Linked DNA regions of Mus musculus: regions 1, 3, 4 and 5 are each linked to region 2. The links are chromatin contacts, called in public promoter capture Hi-C maps. All regions are on one chromosome and are shown on one strand. The core of a region is the stretch at or near the end of the contact, and the rest is flanking DNA. Distances in the headings are between cores, read along the strand shown. Region 1 holds the start of Thoc5 (THO complex 5). Region 2 holds the start of Znrf3 (zinc and ring finger 3). Region 3 holds the start of Zmiz2 (zinc finger, MIZ-type containing 2). Region 4 holds the start of Nf2 (neurofibromin 2). Region 5 overlaps Nudcd3 (NudC domain containing 3).

What was found. Promoter capture Hi-C pulls out the DNA fragments that hold promoters and counts their contacts.
Region 1: a promoter capture Hi-C map of pre-B cells shows a contact between it and region 2, with 3 times the contacts expected there. The contact joins the promoter of Thoc5 here to the promoter of Znrf3 in region 2. A contact is called at or near these places in 2 of 39 promoter capture datasets (the C10 cell line and pre-B cells), 2 of 115 datasets of contacts at active chromatin or transcription factors (memory CD8 T cells and pancreatic cancer cells) and 1 of 9 other capture datasets (adipose tissue).
Region 3: a contact with region 2 is called in a promoter capture Hi-C map of pre-B cells, with 2.1 times the contacts expected there. The contact joins the promoter of Zmiz2 here to the promoter of Znrf3 in region 2. A contact is called at or near these places in 2 of 39 promoter capture datasets (cranial neural crest and pre-B cells).
Region 4: a promoter capture Hi-C map of pre-B cells shows a contact between it and region 2, with 3 times the contacts expected there. The contact joins the promoter of Nf2 here to the promoter of Znrf3 in region 2. A contact is called at or near these places in 2 of 39 promoter capture datasets (liver and pre-B cells).
Region 5: a contact with region 2 is called in a promoter capture Hi-C map of pre-B cells, with 3 times the contacts expected there. The contact joins the enhancer-like site here to the promoter of Znrf3 in region 2. A contact is called at or near these places in 2 of 39 promoter capture datasets (neutrophils and pre-B cells) and 2 of 115 datasets of contacts at active chromatin or transcription factors (astrocytes and large pre-B cells).

Annotation. Positions count from the first base shown.
Region 1 is chr11:4,893,958-4,896,677 of GRCm38.p6, reverse strand. It overlaps Thoc5 (THO complex 5), which reads right to left and starts at 1,335. Exons shown (of 20, transcript NM_172438.3): 1 at 1,300-1,335. It overlaps Nipsnap1 (nipsnap homolog 1), which reads right to left. Exons shown (of 10, transcript NM_008698.3): 10 at 2,477-2,720.
Region 2 is chr11:5,443,395-5,446,098 of GRCm38.p6, reverse strand. Znrf3 (zinc and ring finger 3) reads left to right here and starts at 1,252. Exons shown (of 9, transcript NM_001080924.2): 1 at 1,252-1,711. The coding sequence starts at 1,421.
Region 3 is chr11:6,393,660-6,396,460 of GRCm38.p6, reverse strand. It overlaps Zmiz2 (zinc finger, MIZ-type containing 2), which reads right to left and starts at 1,336. Exons shown (of 19, transcript NM_028601.3): 1 at 1,173-1,336; 2 at 783-893; 3 at 589-703; 4 at 27-229. The coding sequence starts at 832.
Region 4 is chr11:4,848,203-4,850,902 of GRCm38.p6, reverse strand. Nf2 (neurofibromin 2) reads left to right here and starts at 1,359. Exons shown (of 17, transcript NM_001252250.1): 1 at 1,359-2,031. The coding sequence starts at 1,918.
Region 5 is chr11:6,183,424-6,186,168 of GRCm38.p6, reverse strand. The region is part of intron 2 of Nudcd3 (NudC domain containing 3); the gene reads left to right. Among named protein-coding and RNA genes, the nearest start is that of Nudcd3, 16 kb to the left of the region's middle. Within about 2 kb of position 1,383, at least 95 of the 459 cell types and tissues checked have an H3K27ac peak or open chromatin away from gene starts, as enhancers often do. A contact at or near this core is called in pre-B cells, where this site is marked.

The DNA of each region.
Region 1 (2,720 bases), core at 86-2,585, 550 kb after region 2:
CACACGGACACGCACGCAGGCAAAACACCGATGTACATAAAATAAAAATAATTTAAAAAGAAATGGATTCTCTCTCAGAATCTTAGACAAGGAAACCAAGACAGAATTTATTAATAAATGTTTTCATCATACTATGTATACTATGCAGTTATATCAATATCATAAGACAAGTGGAAGCCATTTCCTATTTATGGCATGCAGACCAGACCCAAGTTTTCTTCTACCAAAGTAACTATAGGTTTAAAAAGTGACTGTGAAGTTGGGAATATTACTCAGCTGGTAGAGTGCTGGCCTAGCATACTCAAACGCCTGTGTTTGATCTCCTGGACTGCATAAAACTGTGTGGCGGGACATGCCTGCAATGAGAACAGGTCAGACTGAGAGCTGGCTGACGAGATGTTCCAGATCAGCTTTTGCTATATAATGTGTTCAAAAGTCAGTTTGGGCTACATAATAAAATCTCGTCTCCAAGAAAAAAGGGGGGAGGGGCGGATGGGCTGTGAGACAGGATAGTGGTAAATATCAGGAATCACAGAGCTTGAGTGACTGAGGCAGAGGGATCTTTACCAATGTGAAGCCAACCTGGACTACAGAAGCTGCCAGACAGACAGGACTATAGTGACTGCATTTAAAATCTTCATTAAAACGGAGCAGGTGGCACCTCTTCTTACTGCCCGAGCCCTTTGCAGTATAACTTAAGAAAAAAAATTCTTGTTTTCCTTTTCTTAGAAATTAAGATAAGCAAAATATTTAATGAAGCAAATACACTAAGTCCAGCCAGCTAGCTAGGAAATAGAGCGGACAACATAAAGAAAAGCCAAGCCAAGCTTCTTTGCCCTTGTAACGTCCGCACTTCGCGCTCTCAGCCTTTCTGCTCCAGCAATAAAAGCTCTTTTCTGCGACTCCTTGGAGTCTGGTGCGGCGCGACGATGGTAACGCCTCTCTCAGAGGACCGCAGGAGGCTGCCGGTGACAGGTAAACGAGTGGCGGACTCATCTGACAAAACCCACAAGGGTGGCACGGAAAACCCGGGAAAGCCAACCGCCACCCAGGAGCGTTTGCCACACGCCCAAGAGGACCATCGACGAGGGTCACCACCAGCAGCAGCACTCTCGGGAGACTACAATGGGGACAGAGGATGCTGCTCCGGTTAGTTCCTAGAAAACCGCCACGAGCCTGGGGGACCCCGACAGGTGAGGACCCCAGCCCGCGGACACGCTCCGTGCCGTCTGCACATCAAGCCCGGATCGCCCAGCGAGGACCTGCAGCCCCAGCCAGCAGCCCTCTACCCTCGCTCACCAGAATGCTCCTCACGCCTTCCAGCCGGGTAGCCACTTCCGGCTCGCGACCATAGAGAAGCGGAAGAAGAGAGCCACAGGCCGGAAGTGAGACACGAAGGCCAGATGCAGCTTGGGAAGCAAGGAAGGGGCGAGTCTAGTTCTATTAAGTTGGGAAACTGGGGCGATAATGTCCAAGTCTGTGCTTCGTGCCCCTTCACCGGAGTGTGAATTAGTGGGCCCTCCGCCGACTCACTCGAGTGAGTTTGTGGTATCTCAAGAAAGCACAAGTGTCGCTGTGCTATCATTTGAACAGGAGTGGATTTTGTCTTCTGACTTTGTTCAGGGCCTCACTACATAGCACACTTGCGGGTCTTGAACGCTATATAGATCAGGCTGGTCACTACGATCCGCCTGCATTGGACTCGCTGGACTTAGGCAGGTGTCACCATGCCTGACTCTTCTTTAAATTTTTGTTTTGTTTTTTTTAGATTTATTTATTTATTATATGTAAGTACATTGTAGCTGTCTTCAGACACTCCAGAAGAGGGAGTCAGATCTCTTTACGGATGGTTGTGAGCCACCATGTGGTTGCTGGGATTTGAACTCTGGACCTTCAGAAGAGCAGTCGGGTGCTCTTACCCACTGAGCCATCTCACCAGCCCTTGTTTTTGTTTTTTGAGACAGGGTTTCTCCGTATAGCCCTGGCTGTCCTGGAACTCACTTTGTAGACCAGGCTGGCCTCCAACTCAGAAATCTGCCTGCCTCTGCCTCCCAAGTGATGGGATTAAAGGCGTGTGCCACCACCGCCCCCCCCCCCCACTCTAACTTCTTGATACTATCGGAGTCACTACACCCAGAAAGGAACTGAGGCAGGGGCATAATCCTATATTACACCTGCTTCCTGCTTCACTGTTTTGTTTTGTTTTGATTTTTTATTTTCCCCCAAGACTCTAGTGCAGTACCTGTAAGCTTCAGATGTTTCCTATGCCTGGCATTTCTGGAGTAAATTCTGGTTGTCTGCAAACATGAACATTGAATACCTTGTGGCGCCGAAACAGCTCCTTTTCTTGCTCTGGGACGAAGATGAAGACGGTCTCCCTAAGAGATCAAAGCCAGTGTAACCCTCAGCCAACTGGAAGCTGCCCTGCCTTAGACAACTACTGAGATTCCTTGTAGATGAAGACAACACCACAACGTACAGTAAATATTTAATTTGGTTCCATCAACATTCTCCTGGATGGTAGCACAACCATGCTAAGCAGGGGTTCATGAGGTACCGGGGTCATTGAAGAGACCCCAGAATCACAACCTACTCCACAGACCTAGTGTTTCTGCAAAATGAGGGTTTGGGGGACAATGTCAAGAAGGGAAAGAAAGAATTTGATGGAACTATAGGTCTCAGCCTGTGTTTTTGCCTGTAGGAAGGAAGAAGTACAGAAG
Region 2 (2,704 bases), core at 3-2,502:
TCAGTACTGATTAAGCTTGGCTTGGGGGAAACTAATGACTCTAGCTTTGTCAGTTACCTTCTGTGCCAAAGCTTTGGGTGGTCCAAACACAGTAACACAGTTCTGTGAATTTCTTTTCAATTGTATTTTCTATTCAACACATTGGCAAAACATTCCTTTTCAGTTTAAACTGTAACCTCGATGCGCTGATTACTCAAGGAAACACTCAATGACTTTTCTTTTTGTCTTAATATTTTGGGTGTGGTAGCAAGTAGAAGCAGATCACCCTAACCAAATATTTGCAAATATTTAAACAAAGCCATTCAGGTCAGGGAGGGAAGACGACTGAGGAAGTAGAAATTGAATGTGGCTTTTAAAGGAGGATTGTGAGTCTCATAGATTTGCTGAGAAAGGAAAAATCCTGTTCCAAAAAGGGGAAGAGAATTAAAAGTTTATCTTCTGGGTGACTGGGGACGTCTGGGTTCGGAGCACGTGTCTTTGGTATGTTTGGCAACCAGAAGTCTGTGCATTAAGCGTGTTGACTCTTCCGCCCTTCTGCACATGGTGAGATTTGAAGGGAGTGTTGGAGACGGTCTCCAGGGCTGCGGAAAGATGAACTCCATTAGAATCTAGATAACTTCTTCAAGTTCTCCGCCACCTGTCCTCACTCCTTTAGTTGAGGGTAACTGTCTATGTGACACCCACGTAAGAACTGGACGTGTCCCGGCGGGTTGCAAACTGCCACTGACCGCCCGGGGCCTTTCGCGGTCCCTGGAGGTGGTAGGGCGCGAGCACCGAGTGCGGGTGGCCAGCAGTGCCGGAGCTGCGGATGAAGCATCCTTGGACGGAAGGACGAGGCCTTTGACGCCCCAATGACTCTAATTGCGGCACCAAAGCAGGGTGCGCCGAGGGGGCGAAACCGCCCGGGAACAGGTTGAGGATCTTACTCTCCCCGTACTCCAGCAACTGCCAAGAGAAATGTCTGCCGCGGAGGGCGGAGTACAGACCAGGGGGCGTGGCTAAGAGGAAGGGGCGTGACCGAAAAAGACTACCTGGGCGGAGCAAGGGTGGAGGGGCGTGGCTAAGAACGGAGTCGGGGCGGGACTCAGTCGATTGGGCGGGGCGGGCGAGGCCTCTGGGCCCCGCCTCTCGCCGCAGGCGCGCCCGCCCCGCCTACCCGCTCCCCTCGGAGGTGGCCGCGGCCGAGCGCGGGGAGGGAGGGGAGAGCGGGTCACGACGCTGCGGGGGCGGGGATAACCCCTCACGTGGAGCAGATGAAAGGGCCGCGGCGCGACGGCCGGGGGAGCGGAGCAGAGCCTGCGACCCACAAAGCCGCCGCCGCCGCGATGGTGCTGTGAGGCGACCGCCCGCGCTCGGTCCTCCGCCGGCCCGCGACTATGCCCGGCCGCGCCCGCCCTCCGCGCCCTCCCGCCGCAGGACCATGAGGCCACGCTCGGGCGGGCGCCCAGGGGCCCCGGGCCGCCGCCGCCGCCGCCTCCGCCGCGGCCCCCGCGGTCGTCGCCTGCCGCCGCCGCCGCCGCTGCCGCTGCTTCTCGGGCTGCTGCTGGCGGCCGCGGGGCCCGGCGCGGCGCGGGCCAAGGAGACGGCGTTCGTGGAGGTGGTGCTGTTCGAGTCGAGCCCGAGCGGCGACTATACCACCCACACCACCGGCCTCACGGGCCGCTTCTCGCGGGCCGGGGCCATGCTCAGCGCCGAGGGCGAGATCGTGCAGGTAGCCACCCGGGCCCCGCGCTCCGCCGCCACAAGATGGCTCCGGGGGCTGCGCCCGCCGACCCCGCCGCGGGCTAGCGGGCGGGCGGGCGGGGGGGAGGCGCGGAGCCCGGCGGCATCCCTCCCAGGCGGGCGGGACGGGGCCTCCGGGGCACGGCGGCTGAGGCGAGCGCACGTGGGGGCTCGGCCTCCGGTGGGTGCACCGCGCCGGGGTGGGGGTGGGGACGCTGAGCTGGGCATGGGCGCCTGGGCGGCACTCTTGAGTTGGCGGGACGTTTTTCTCCCTCAGGTGAAAGTCCCGGGAACTACCTGTTGAATGCCAACTTTGCAAAGGCGAGACAAGTTGAAGGATGGAGCGACTTCTTAGAGGTCGCAGGCTTTGCTTTTCCATCCACGTTTGCTCCGTTTTCGGAGCGACCCAGTTGCCGGGGTGCACATCTTCAGGTTATTTTTGCTGAAATCTACTGGCAGCCTTACCTAGACACCAACCCTCTGGCAGGGCTCTGGACGGGCAGCAGCAGGAAGGGAGCAGGCGGAGCTGGCTGAGGAGTGGGAATTGGCAGAGCACTGTCGTGGCCGTGCCTCAGATTACAGGGGATGAGAAAGACCGCAGGCTCGCCCCTGGGTCAAGGACTAATACCGAAGAGGCCTGCAAACCCGAGCCAGGGTCTCTCACTGACAGGGCCTCCACCTTGCTCCAAATGAAAGAGGGCTGCGTCCCAAAGGAGGCTGGCTAGGGAGAGCTTTGAGCTGTCCCCAGTCTTTGAGGAGGGACTCTCAGTCGAAGCCTCAGCGGATGGATAGCTGCATAGATTTCCCGCTCCCTCGACGATGGTTTTTATCCACTACCATGTTCCAGGGCAGCGCACTTATGGTTGTTAGGCGCACCTCTGGTAGGAGTGATCTGATACGGTTGGCTCGTCTTTGAATCTTTTGGAACTTTAGAGGCCTATAGTTTGGATCTCCGGTGCTTTGCTCTTGGGTGAATTATGAA
Region 3 (2,801 bases), core at 87-2,586, 950 kb before region 2:
CTGATGGTTTCAAGTCACTGGCTTACCCAGTAGTGAAGCTGGATCCCCCAGGGTAGCTCCCTCGGCCATACACGCCTTGCTGTACGTAGCTCTTGCTAGCACCTCCTTCAGCAAACGCCTGCTGTCCCAGGCACTGCGGGGAGGTCAAGGCAGAGCTGCCACCTGCCACACCAGGCATCATGGAACCACCAGGGGGGCTTCCTGCAGGGCCCATGGGGTTCCCTAAAACCTACAAGGAAGTGGGAGTCACCAGAGAGAACCAGCCAAACTACTGTCTTTAAGACACAGCCCTAAAGTGCTAGATGCCAAGAGATGCCCAGCAAATGGGGGAGGACCTGGGTGGCAGGAGTGGTTGTCTATAGTTCTGACTGGAAGGGTCTCTGGAGCCAGGGGAAGACATCCCATGGTAGTACAGAAGAAAGGCACCTAGTGACTTGAGACCCTCAGGAAGCCCCATCCTTGTGCTTCAGACAGTCCGCTTGGTCCCTGGTTCTTGGAGCCCTAAGATGGTAGAGGCACCACCAAGACTCTGGATCCTGAGGGCTGGGGGGTGGGGGTGGGAGTGGGGTGGCCCTGATACACACTCACCTGGCTCTGGGTTGCGTTGCCAACTCCCCACACAGTAGTGACCACAGACAGTGACCCAGCTGGCTGAGTGGCACTTTGTTGCCAAGGCACAGACTCATATGCAAATGAACCATCACTAAAAGAGAGCAGCTGGTTAAGGCAGGGTCAGAAGGCCAAGGGCTTGCTAGAGGCAGGCCACAGAAGCCCACACTCACCCGTGTGGTGCAGGGGGCAGGGCGGGTTTCATGGGGTTCATGGGGTTCATTGGTGATGGAGCAGCCTACAGGCCCAATGTGCTGGAGCTTATCCGGGAGTTGCTGCTCCGGCTGCGGGACAGGAGGGAGAAGGCAGGAGCTTAGATGCTCATGGTAGCACGGACAAAGCCAGGGTAGTAGCGTTGGCAAATGTCAGCCCAGAATGCAGTGCAAAGCAACTCTAACAAGGGCTCTGTCATCTTAAGCCATTGGATCAACCCTGGAAAGGGCTTTCTGATATCAAATACTTCCCACATTCCCTTTCCCATATAAATCATAGGAAGCCAGGAACCCTCAGCAGGCCCTGGAGAAGGTCAGAGGGGTAGCCCCCACCCTGCGGAGCCCAGAGACCTGAGAAGGAGCAGAGCTTGAGTGTTCTTTGAGGCAGATGCTGAAAAGTCAGGCAGCAGATGTACAACGGCAGTCCATCCACCAGGTTGGCCTTAGGGTGGCTGTACCGACACGGCTGACACAGGACACAGGCACTGACCCAGCCCCTGGTTGGCAGCTCTCTCCTATCAAGAGGGTGGCAGAAGGGCTTCAGGTCACAGGACCTTCAAGCTGATCCAGACGACTTGAGGGGAGCAGGCGTGTGTGTGTGTGTGTGTGTGTGTGTGTGTGTGTGTGTGTGCGCGCGCGCGCGTGCGTGCATGTATGCATGCATGTAGGTGCACACACACACACACATACACACACACCCCTGAGACAAATATGACCTTAAGTATATGGTCAAGTGGACATCTTGCCCCCCCCCAAAGACCCATCTGTGACACTTGTGAATTCCCAACATGGCAGTGACACACACAGCACAGCAGGTGTGGGGGGTAGTCACAAAGCCAGACCATGCTAACGCACATCTACAAGATGGGACCAACTGGGCTTCATTCTTAGAAAACCGTAGCAGTGGCTGGTGGACAGGGAGGCAACAGCAGGTAAGAGCAGCGACTGGTACAGAAGACTCCCACTCCTTGCCTTTCTCAGTGCCTCATCCACTCAGGTCCTAATATACCCTGGACCACATGCGTGCCTACCTCTGCTTGGTCTCACCAGAATGGCACACAAGCCATGTGTTGGGCACTTCTCAGGGACCTCTGGGAAGGCCTGGGTGCTCCTGTCTGAAACCCTCTCTTGGTAGGGGCTGTGTGATTGCCACACATACCTTTTGAACCATTATCAGATCTGGTGATTTCCATCTTCCACTCAGCACTCACAAGCCTCTTGTCTAGGGGAGAGAGGGGTATCGCAGCACCCACTCAGCTCTGGAACAAACATTTCTTTGTGCTTACCACTCAGGGCTCAGTACAGACCTGGAGGCTCTGCAGGGCAGGGCTACACACACAAAGCCCCAGAACGGATAAGAGAAAGAGAGAAAAGGGGACTGTGACTTGCCCTTGCCTGGGCAGCCTTAGGCTCCCAGAGATCCTTCTCACACCCAGCACCAGGCTACCAGGGAAGAGAAACCTCATCCACCTCATCCACAGGCTCTGTCCCCTGGCCCTCAGAGGCAACTACACTTGATTCTAGCCCAGGCCAGGTCCTGCCTAGGCAGCTGGAGACAGAATGTGCCAGACTGGCAGCAGAGGCTGGCATCTATGTTGCTCCTGCTGGATCCTGGCAGCTGACCTGGTGGGAAGAACTCCTCCCAAGATCTGACATGTGGGGTCTGGAACAACCATGTGGATGTCAGGAAATAGGAACAGGAATCAAGACAAAAGCACGACTTAATGGAAAAGAGAAGAGATGGGAAAATAGCCACACAAATACTCCCAGAGACACCAAAGCAATTCAGTGGAGGAAGGACATCTCTAACAAGTGGTACACGAGCAACTAGAGCCTACCAGTAAACAAAAAACTTCAGACACAAAATATGACGGGGGTGGGAGCATCTCTAGATGTAGCTTAATGGCAGAGCACTTGCCCTGTGTGCTTACACACGTCATGCTCTGAGTTTGAGCCTCACTACTGTAACAACAACAACCG
Region 4 (2,700 bases), core at 110-2,609, 600 kb after region 2:
TGGAACCCTCTTTTGACATGTGTGCCAGGTATACATGCAATGCACATATGTGCTGTAAAACATTTATATACATAAGATAAAAAAAAAAAAACAAAACTGTGGTGCTTTGACTAAGAACGGTCCCATAAGCTTATATTTGAATGCTTGGTCACCAAGGAGTGGCCCTATTTGAAAGAATTAGAAGGCTTAGGAGGTGTGGTCTTGTGGAAGGAAGTCTATCATTAGGGGTGGTTTTTGAGGTTTCAAAAGCCCATGCCAAATGGTTGTCTTGCTTTCCAAGCCTGCAGATCAGGATATAGCCATCTCTCAGCTACTGCTCCAGTACCATGCATGCCACCATGCTCCCTACCATGCTGATAATGGACTAAACATCTGAAACTGTAAAGAAGAAAAAGTCCCCAATTAAATGTTTTCTTTGATACGAGTTGCTGTGGTCATGGTGTCTCTTCACAGCAGCAGTGCCTGGGGAATGTATCTTTAAAACAAGTAAAAACTCTACAAATCCCCAGAAAGTTGAAATTTTCCTAAGCATATTATACATTTGATGACGTTAAGCTACAAGTACTCCAAGTATGTAGCTTGGAAATTAAAACAAAACAAAACAAAAAAACCAAACAAAGGAACAGAGGGTAAAATGAAAATTCTTGCCGGGCAATAGTGGCGCACACCTTTAATCCTCAGCACTTGGGAGGCAGCAGCAGGCGAATTTCTGAGTTCGAGGCCAGCCTGGTCTACAGAGTGAGTTCCAGGACAGCCAAGGATACAGAGAGAAACCCTGTCTCGAAAAACTCAAAAAAAAAAAAAAAAAAAAAAAAATAAATAAAATTAGCTTTCTATATGTATTAAGCAAGTTTCAATTCCTCAACCACCTAGTAAGGTAAGGACTATCATGAATTCTGTGGTTATTCTAATTCTCTTAAAAAGAAGTTGAAGGATCTGGCAGGCAAGTCGGGGCAACTTAAGCGGCCTCACTTCGTGTTTTTAAAGTTTGAAAAATATTGAGTCAGCATATATAATTAAGTGTCAAAAAGGAATTTCGGCCGGATGTCCCAGATACGACTGAAGCTCTGGTAAGACGCTATAAATGGGATCTCTCACTGACTGCAACAGTACCTCGTGCGGTGCAGTCCCGGCCTCTACAGGTTTCCCGGGAAAGGCGCCGCCCGCTCCTTCTCAACCAGTCTTGCTAGAGTAGGAGTATACTTTAGGAACAAAAGCGCTCGGAGTGACCGCATCTACAGCCACTCAACGCCGAGAACAGACCGGCGGCCCTCGTTCAGTGCAACTTTCAATTGGTGGAGTAGGCCTCCAGGAGGCGGGACGAAGCGGAAGTCCCGCTTCCTTTGGCGTTCCTGCCAATCACAGTATCTTAGAGAAAAAAGTGTTAGGGTGAGTCGCTGAGTAGCGTAGTGGGAGTCCGGAGGGCGGGGCGGGGCGGGGATCCGGCAGGTCGCTGAGGTGGGGGTTGGTAGAGGACGCTTCCCGAGGGCGCGCGGAGCGGAGCTGGTGACAGACACGCACGCGCGTGTGCGCTCCCAACTACTGCGCGGCCCCGCGACCCTCGGGGGTCGCTGAGAGGCCCGGCGTCGGCGCCGCAGCCGTCTAGGATTTCTGTCCAAAGGCGTCCCTGGCGTCCCCAGCCCGAAGCTCCAAGCTCGGGGCTGCGCGTGCTTTTGCCGGCATCTCCCCCCGACCCCCCCGTCGTCAGAGACTGTCCCTTAACTCATCTTTCCGCACCCACAGCCGGGTCCTCGCGGCCCATGCTGGCCGCTGGGGACCCAGGCAGCCTAGGTCTGTCTCGGGCCGGCCAGCCGGCCACCATGGTGGCCCTGAGGCCTGTGCAGCTACTCCAGGGGGGCTAAGAGACCCAGAACGCGGGCCTAGGGGTGAGGGGATCCAAGGCCGGTACCTCGCGCCATGGCCGGAGCCATCGCTTCTCGCATGAGCTTCAGCTCACTCAAGAGGAAGCAGCCCAAGACATTCACGGTGCGGATCGTCACCATGGACGCCGAGATGGAGTTCAACTGCGAGGTAACCGGCCGCCGACCCCGACGGGCTGTGAGTGGAGAGCCGCGGAATCTCTGCCTGTCTGGTGGCAGCGACGCGGGTCCCTACCCATGGGGTGCCCTCGCTGTGGTGACAGTCGAAGTGCAAGCTTAAGGGATTCCGTATATATCATTATCTGGAACCGGAAGAGGCTTTCTAGGGCCAGATCACAAGTTAAAGCTAGTTGTTTGTTTGCTTGTTTGTTAAAGTGGGGTTCTTGGTTTTGGCATTTCCCGAAGGTTATTTTCATTCATTTGTTATTGGGAAACACTGGAATCTTCCGTAGAAACGAACCGGTGTGCAGTGTGTAGAACTCGCGCCTAAAACTCCAGGGAGTTTTTCGCTAGGTATTAACTGTGTACCCTAGGTCTTAAAAGTTACATCTAGTTATATTGGAAGCTCGTACTTTTCCCTGTTCCAAAATTTTCAGTTTCTGGAAAAAACTCTTTGAGGAAAGAGTGTCTTACATTTACTCTTTATAGTTTCTAACATGATGATAATAGCTATCATTTTGTTGAAGAGTGTGTATGTGAGTGAGTGTGTGTGTGTGTGTGTGTGTGTGTGTTTGTGTTTTCAGGGCCTTGTGTATGCTAGGCATGCACCCCATCACTGGGTTGTATCCACAACCCTGAACACTTGCTAAGTGTCAGACAT
Region 5 (2,745 bases), core at 134-2,633, 740 kb before region 2:
ACTTTTGAGTTCTTCTGCACACTGATGGGTATAACAGGCCTGGAGTGACTCTTGTCCTTGGACAAGGGTGGGTGCTGCGTAGCATGTGCTAAGAGGTAGAAATCTAGAGAGTAAGTGGAACACTAGGAGGCGAGGGGCGTTCACGTGTCACCTTAGATTCTGCACTCTGTGGAGCTTTCCTGCTGTTTCATCTTGCAGACAAACTCACCTTGAAATTGCTGCTTTAAAAGGAAGCTCAGACACCAGCCATGAGGGCCTGATTAAATCACACTAGGAAGACTTGGCTTTCTAGCAGGCGCTTGATAAGTTACTCTTGAGCTAGGAACCTGTTGTCTAGCCTCACTGGCTTTTCTGGTACTAGGATTGCAGGTATAATGTTGTTGGTGTTGGTTTTGCTTTTCATTTTTTTAAAAATTTGGCAGCTTATTTGTTTTTTGTTTTGTTTTTAAATATCACAGTGAGACTTAGCAGGCTTTGTTTTTAGGAAACAGTAGCTTGTGGTTTTTTGATATTGAAGCTGTATCAGAAGGGTCTTGGGGTGGAGGTAAAAGTAACCTGAAAAAAAAAATGTGTTCAGACACATACACGCGCGCGCACGCACACACGCATGTGTGTTGCGAGTGCAAGATTGCTTTTTTTCATAAAGCGTTTGTTAGGTAGAATTTGAAGTAGAAGTCACAGTGGGCATAAGAGTGCAGGACTCCCGACAGCCTCACTGTCTGGCCTTCTCCCCTGTCTTCTGTTATTTTGAAACGATCTGCCTCATAATATTTCATCTTAGTGTTTTCAGCAAGTGTTTAAACTTTGTTTCCTTCTGATGGTGTATGCTTTTTTTGAATCTGACTATAAAAACCCCGCAAACACCAACGGCTCAGAATTGACAGTTTCTTCTCCCTGTCCCGAAGGTAGTGTGCAAGGCCCTGGGTTAATTCCACAGAAGCGTTTTTAAAGAAGGAAGAGAGAGAGGGGGAGAGGGGGAGAGGGAGGGGAAGAGGGGGAGAGGGGGAGAGGGGGAGAGGGAGAGAGGGAGAGGAGAGGGAGAGGGAGAGGGAAAGAGAGAAGAGAAAGAAATCAGGCTGTTTGTTGGGCTTGCCACTGTGACTTTTACTGATTGTTAACTGTGAGCTGGTTCAGCATGTCCTCTGTCCTATTTCTTGTAAGTCACAGTTGGATTAAGGGTAACATTTTTAAAGTTACAAGGCTATGTAATGGAAATAAATTGTTCTTCCTGGAGACAATTTGTTCATAGTGTTTTTTGTAAAATTTATTCGTGTGTGCATATACTTTGCCTATAATACCCAGTACATGTGTATACACAGCACATCTGTGACTGTTGACTTTGCCACATCCCCTAAATGTGCTCTGATCGCTCAGGCTTGATAAACGGCTGGTACTGACTTGGTGCTTTCTGTTGCCAGGCACCCTCTCCTTAGCACACATGTGCGTTTTTATAGTCCTTAAAATGACCTGGGGTAGGACTGTTGCTCTCCTAGCTTGCAGTCCAGAGAAGTGGCTTGTGCTCGCGTTGCTGCTGAGGGTGTCATCTGGGCCTTTTCCCCCTGGAATGGCTGGCCCCAAGGTTCTGCACTACTGTTGAACTTACCCTCACTGGGGATGCAGAACGGAAATTGCTGGGCCCCTTCACTGTCTAATAGGTCTGGGTGTGGTTTGTATATCTTGTGAATTTTCAGAAGCTTTTCAGTGACTGACACGTAGTAGCCAGGGTTTTTCTTGACTGCTATAGAGTATTACACCCTATGGATTAGAGTCATTGGAGTCATTATCTAATGGGTCCCTGGGGTGGGGTGTATTTAAGCTGTTTACAGGATGCTGGTGTCACAGATGCTGCTGCAGCGAATATGCTTGTGTGTGTTTCTTGGAACATGTGTACGCGTATCAGTTGGGTGAATTCCCAGAACAGGAATTACTGAGTCAGAAGGGTTTTTAAATTTTGATGGCTGTTGCTGAATTGGCCCCCGAGAGTCTACCCATTTGCTCTCACTGCCAGTTTGCATGAGGGAACCTTATCCCCTTCCAGCCTCCAGGAGAGGCATAGGCTCAGGTCTGTGCTGCTCTTACCTGCTCTTTAAGTGCCATTTTCTGCTGACCTACCTTAGGGTTTCATTTGTTCTTGTGGATGGTTTTCTGTTACTTACAAACACGAAACTATATATTTCTTTTGTTTGGAAAAGATTCTGATGGATTTCTAACACATTTTAACACTTGGTAAGAGTCATGTTTAATCATTTTCCCTAGACTTTACTTTATAGGAATTAATTTTTCTATATGGAATTTGATTGAAAGTTTTACAGGGACCTTCAGTTCATGTTTTGGAACAGGACGGGCTGATAGCTTTATATATATTTTTTTCAACCTAAGAATAGAGCATGTCTTTAAGGTTTGTGTGGAATTTTAATGTGTTTTTTTCCAGTAGAGAAACTGGAAATGAGACTTGTATCTCTTCTTGGCTTCTAAGTCTTTTACTTAATTTTGTTTGGTTTTGTAGGTATATAGACTGTTTAGTATTTATTATGTTTAGTGATAAATTATATTTTATTACTATATAATGACTGTCTTTAGTAGTAAATTATATGTATTTTTTTGCACTTAGAATTTTAAATGTAAGTGTATTTTTCTCCCTGTCAAGCTTGTTGCCAGGCAACTGAAAGGATGGAGCTGACAATCACTAAAGCACAGGAAGGAAGGCTTCTGTGGGAGATGGGGGTGGGGGAGTTACCGCTTTAT